Regions from separate parts of the Macaca mulatta genome. Here region 1 is linked to region 2. The links are chromatin contacts, called in public Hi-C maps. All regions are on one chromosome and are shown on one strand. Each heading gives the region's core, a stretch centred on a gene start, on an enhancer-like site or on the middle of the called end of the contact. The rest is flanking DNA. Distances are from core to core; before and after follow the strand shown. Region 1 holds the start of NSMCE3 (NSE3 component of SMC5/6 complex). Region 2 holds the start of ENTREP2 (endosomal transmembrane epsin interactor 2).

The links. Hi-C and Micro-C count contacts between places; a contact is called where the count stands out from the background.
Region 1: a Hi-C map of fetal cortex germinal zone shows a contact between it and region 2, with 2.4 times the contacts expected there. The contact joins the promoter of NSMCE3 here to the promoter of ENTREP2 in region 2. A contact is called at or near these places in 2 of 14 Hi-C or Micro-C datasets (fetal cortex germinal zone and fetal cortical plate).

The regions. Positions count from the first base shown.
Region 1 is chr7:9,161,298-9,163,997 of T2T-MMU8v2.0, reverse strand. NSMCE3 (NSE3 component of SMC5/6 complex) reads right to left here and starts at 1,399. Exons shown (of 1, transcript NM_001257507.1): 1 at 1-1,399. The coding sequence starts at 1,305. The coding sequence ends at 406. All of the region lies in intron 2 of ENTREP2 (endosomal transmembrane epsin interactor 2), which reads right to left.
Region 2 is chr7:8,853,439-8,856,138 of T2T-MMU8v2.0, reverse strand. ENTREP2 (endosomal transmembrane epsin interactor 2) reads right to left here and starts at 1,365. Exons shown (of 11, transcript XM_077939056.1): 1 at 964-1,365. The coding sequence starts at 1,182.

The DNA.
Region 1 (2,700 bases), core at 150-2,649, 310 kb before region 2:
ACTTTTATTTTTCCTTACAAACTGGGATGCTTAAGAGACCCGATAATAGCTACTTTTTTATTTTCTTGGCACCAAAGCAACTTACTTATGTGTTCCTTCTGGCATATCTGTTTCAGATCATAGTCAAGTTTTCCAATTCGTTTTACTAAGCTAGGAAAATTTTTTATACCAAAAAAAGTAAAATCAAAGCAAAACAAATGCTCTTTTGTTTATAGATGAAAATCTGGAACCAAATAACACAACATTAAAAGAACAAAACTTTGCAAACACATCCTAAAGCTACACACATTGAAACGCTACAGAAATACGCTTCCTGGGTTCGTTCTCCCTTCCCCCGCTCCTCTGCACTGTGCCTTTGGGTCTCAGACCCTTGTCCCGGGGGTCCCTCTGAATCCACCTCAGATTTCAAGAGGATGGGGCTGAGCCACTGGGCTGAGGTCTGGCCCTGTTCTCCTCATCTGCCAACGCCTCACAGTACTGCGCTGGCCAGTCCTTGGGGTCTTGATTATGGACTTTGGCCACAAACTTAAGAACTTTCATCTTGCTGGTTTCCAGGTTGGTTCGCGGGCCCCACTGGAACTCGTAGTCCACGGGGTCGGTGTGGGGTATCCGCCGGTATTCCAGGTAACGTTGTCGCACAAAGTCCTCGGTAATGAGTTTCTTTGGATCTCCGAAAATGAAATGCTTCTTGGTGGGGTAGACCCCTAAGCGCCGCAGAAAGTCCCAGACTTCAGTCTCCTTGACGGTGTTGCCCTTCATAAAGATGAGCCCCAGGACGATCATCAGGAGGCCCGTAGTGGGCGTGCCTTGGTCACCCCTCACCTCGGCATCCTCCTCCACCGGCTCCAGGGTGTTGATGAGGATATAAGTGTTGCTCTTGGGTTCAAGTTCCACCAGCTTATAACCGAAGACGTACTGGAGGCGCTCGGCGGCCCGTTTGAGGAGGTCGGGGAAGATGTCCTTGTAGTCCCCGATGACGTGCTTCAGTATGTCGGCCCGCTTGATCGGAATCTTCTTCTGGTCCTTAATCAGTAAGAACTGCACCAGCTCGGACACTTTCAGCTCCTGCTGCTTCTGGGTCCTGGGGCCCACGGCGGGGGAGGCCTGGGACCGGCGGGCGCCCTGCGACCCCTGCGAGCCGCCCGGCCCCCGGGAAGTGCTCGGGGCCTCCTCTGCGAAGCCGTCTCTGCGGGCCCGGGCGTGTTCGCCCGCCCGCGAGGCCCCGGAGTTTCCGCCACGGCTCCAGTCGCTGTCCCTCTCGGCCTGGCCGCCAGAGCGACCCCGGTTCCTCGGTTTTTGCAACATGTCACCGGCGACGCGTACCGGTGCACACTCCGGCAAGCAAGCAGCCGCGGCTGGGATCGTGGGTCGGCGACCCGCTAAGGCCGCTGCCTGGGCGGGGCCCCAGAAGGGGCGCGCAGTGTCGGCTGAGACTGCGTGCCGCGTCATGAAGCCTGCGCCTTGCGTCACGGCGGCTGGGCGGTGCGCCTGCGCGGCTGCGGGGCTGGGGGTACCAAAAGCATCAGATATTTCTGTGCAGCCCTGCAGGTCTGGTCGGTGAATTTCAGTATATCGAAGTGTTGTTCTTACTAAACCATGCAAGCAGAGAACGAGAACCGAAACTCCTAAACAAGTGTGTCGCTAAATTCAGGACCAGACAGGCTCAGGCAAGTTTTACAGACGGTATTATGAGTTTCTAATTCTAAATCGGGAGCATTTGTAAATGAAAAGATCTCACAGGATGAATGTGTGAGAAAGAAAAAAAAAAGGTGAAGAGGAAGGTACGACCGTGGAAGTAAAAGCATTTATTTCTACACAACATGTAGAAGGATATAAAAAACCCAGAGGGCTCTTAGTTTTCGTCCCTCCGCTCAATTTTATACCCTCCAACCCACTGCCCCCAGTTACTTTCTCTAATGCCCCGTGGAGTTTGTTAAAAACAAAAGTCTGCTGCAGGCTTTCCGCGCAAGCAGGACTTCGGTTTCACTATTTCCGTATGTGTATTCTCTGCATTAAACTCCTTTAGCTAGACAACTATGAGAAAACCCCACAAAACTTGTCAATATTAAGTAAATGTTTTAGCTTGGTCAAATGAGTTTATCCTTTGGAAAACAACTGTCTTCGGCTCACAGCCACAATTTTAGCAGAAATGCGTAAGAGGAATGCTGCAAACGTGCACTCTCAAGAGATTACCACTTAATTTTGGGCATCACTGATCAAGAATTGCAATAATGTGGATCTCTTAAATTTCTTAATTCATAATATATTAGCTTTGAGAAAGAAAAGAGAACACAAGGGTATTTATCCCTCATCTATGATGTGTGCAGTCTATGTATATTTTAATTGTGCAACTCAAGTAGCCAAAATGAGTCATTTCATTAACTCAAACCATCAGCAATCTGCTGCCATTACTTCTATAGATCTTAGCAAATTTGTTTCTTCTCTATTTATTGACTTGCAAAGAAGAAACTGAATTTCCCTGTGTCTTTTTAAAGCTACCCAGAAAGTGGATAAACTCTTCAAAGAACCAAATCGAGTTCCTCTTTAATGCAAATATATTCAAAGGAAAGCAATTTAGAACACATTATCTGAATAATAGCATCAAACACAACCTTATTAAAATTTTGTTAAATGTTAGTAGCATAACACATTTGTTTGTAATTCAGTAGGAAAATGCAATCTGATAATGGCACTGGAACT
Region 2 (2,700 bases), core at 116-2,615:
CGATACACCAAATGCAGTTACAGATGTCAAGAGTTCTCAGAACAAGCGCCACTCTTCATAAATATCTGCTCTGCATATGTATCTCTCCCATTCCCATAACGTCCATTCTTTGTTAATATAGGGAAAAAAACAACTTGCATCAAAATGCTACAAAACGCCAAAAATTAACTCTTGGGGACAGTCACTTTAATAGAGATGTACTGGCGTCTTTCTCCTATGGAGATGTGTTCATCACTGGCTTCTCTGATTTAGTGGTTAGGAGTCTGAAAATCGGTCATCCTTAAGGTCTGGAGCTCAGAAAGCAGCCACGGCCCCCGCACCTTGCCCGCCCCCCGGCCCCCGCCCCCTGGCCCCTGCCCCAGGATGCCGGATGCGGGTCGCCTGCCCAGTCCCGCTGCCCACAAACCACGCCGTTCTGGGCGGACGCGGGAAACCACAAGTCCCCGAAGCCAAGTCGGCGAGTGACCACAGGGGCTGGCCGGTCCCCGATAGCCGGACTGACCCAAAACCAGACGGGACGCGCCCCGCGCCCACCCCCTCACACCCCTGGCCAGGGCAGCCGCGAAGGCAAGAGGCGCGACCACACGCTGCTCCGCTCCGGGTCGGATTCCACCTCCTCGCCTCGGCCTCCGCCGCTCGGCTGGCGAGGTCGTGTCCCCGGCGCTCCCTCCGGCCGCTGCGGGCTCGGAGGACGGCGGGCGCCTGGCTGCTGTTTCCTCTAAGAAAAGTAACTCCGGGAATCAGCGCAATAGGAGCGGGAACGCGATGCTCCGAGAGCGGCGAGCCGGGCCCTGGAGTTATTCTGCTCGGAGTTTCGAACTGCGCCCCGCGCTGCAGCTGCTCGGCCCCGGCTTTGGAGCCCGGAACTTGCTGCCCGCGGTGGCGTCCCGGCGGCCGCAGCGCCTCGCTCCCCCGGCCCGCGCAGTACCCGGAGCCCGTCCCCGTCTGGCCGCGGACACTCACCGAGAAGCCTGCCCAGAAGGGGCAGGAGTGGCGGACGCGGGCCGAGGTGGTGAGCGCCAGCGCGGCGAAGCTGACTGCCACGATGAGGCATCCGAGCGCCATCTGCGTGGCCCCGAGCGCCAGCACGATGCGGGAGCGGCCCGGGCACTCGCGCAGGCGGGACAGGCTGCGGGGCAGCGCGGCGGGACGCGGCGCTCGGGAGCTGCCGGCCGGAGGCATCGCGCCGGGCGCCCGCACGCCTCGCCCGCTCTCGCCCGGCCCGGCGCGCGCCGCCGCCGCCTCTCCTCACAGAGGGTCCGAGGCAAGTTGCGCCGGGTGCGGGGACGGCCTCCCAGCCGGCTACGGGGGCCGCGGCGGCCGCGCGCCGGGAGCGGGCCGGGCCGGGCTGGGAGCCGGGAGCCCGCAGCCCCCGCCGGTGCCCGCGCCCATGCCGCCGCCGCCGCGCCGCCCGCCCGCCGGCCGCGCCGCGCCGCGCCGCGCCCTCCCCCGCCCGCCCCGCGCGCTCCCCGGCCCGAGCGCGGGCGCGAGCCGCCGCTGCTGCCGTACCGGGCGCGAGCCGCTGCCGTCCCCGGGCGCGAGCCCCGCCGCCGTGCCCTGGGCCCCAGCTGGGGCCGTAGCGGGAGCCGGGAGCCGGGCAGGGAAGGCGCAGGTGCGGTCCTCGCCGCCCAGCCTCCGCGCTCACGCCTCGCGCCCTGGTTGCAGCGGGTTTGCGGAAGGAGAGCGGGGGCGGCAGCGCATCAAGGGCAAGGGCACCAGCCTCCGCGGCGGAGCCGTAGGTCGGCGGCGCGGAGGGGCTCGGGCGGCGGGCAGGCCGAGCCCTGAGAGCCTGGGGCCGGCGCGGGATGGGCGCGCGGGGCGCGGAGGATGGGAAGACGGGCTGGGAGCAGACAGGAGGGAAATTCCGGGTGCTGGGCCGCAGGTGTGGCGGACAGGAGCCTCTCTCGAATGCAGAAATCCAAGATCCAAGATGCCGCTTTTCTGCAGTTCGAGAATCCCAAGCCATCCGCCGAGAACTCAGCTCCGGAGGACATTGAGAACATTGCCAGGACACATACCATGTCTCTTACCCACCTTTGGTTTGCATGCTTTTGATACAAGTTAAAAGTTTGGGCTTTAAAAAAATTTGCACAAAACGAATTTAAATGCGCAATATCATTAATAACCGATTAAACCATCTCCACTCCCTCTTGCCAGCATAGAGTTTAAAATAGTTAAGTACTGGCTCCTTTGGAATACCAGGAAAACCTGCAGGTTTTGATTGCCATAATTCCTTTGTGGCCCGTTGATGAGCTACCTTTAAGACGCTGCTTGTGTTGAAAAGGGCTGCATTGACAGATTAAGAGATCCACCAGCGTTAGGGAGTCTGAAGGGACCAGACGTGAAAAGGCAAAGTTCAGAGTAATAAAGGGAAACGGCCGGTCATTTCCTGAGACCATTCTTCCGTGGCTTTCTGGCAGACCTTACTGTTGGATGAGAAACGCTGGAGAGTGTCGTCCCAAAATATCTCAGTTGCTGGTGCTTGAAATTTCACCGTTAGAGATATTGATTCCTTTGGGGCTTGACGATCCTCTATTAAAATGCAAATTCCCCTTGAAGGGGCTATAGCTCAAGCCTTTATCAGCCAACACCTTAGCAGGGATGGGATTTATTTTCCAATTTAACGAGATGGCCAAGGGATGAACAGGGGGTAGGGAATTCCACAGATAAACTGGCTGATCTCAAAATGCTGGCCCGTGG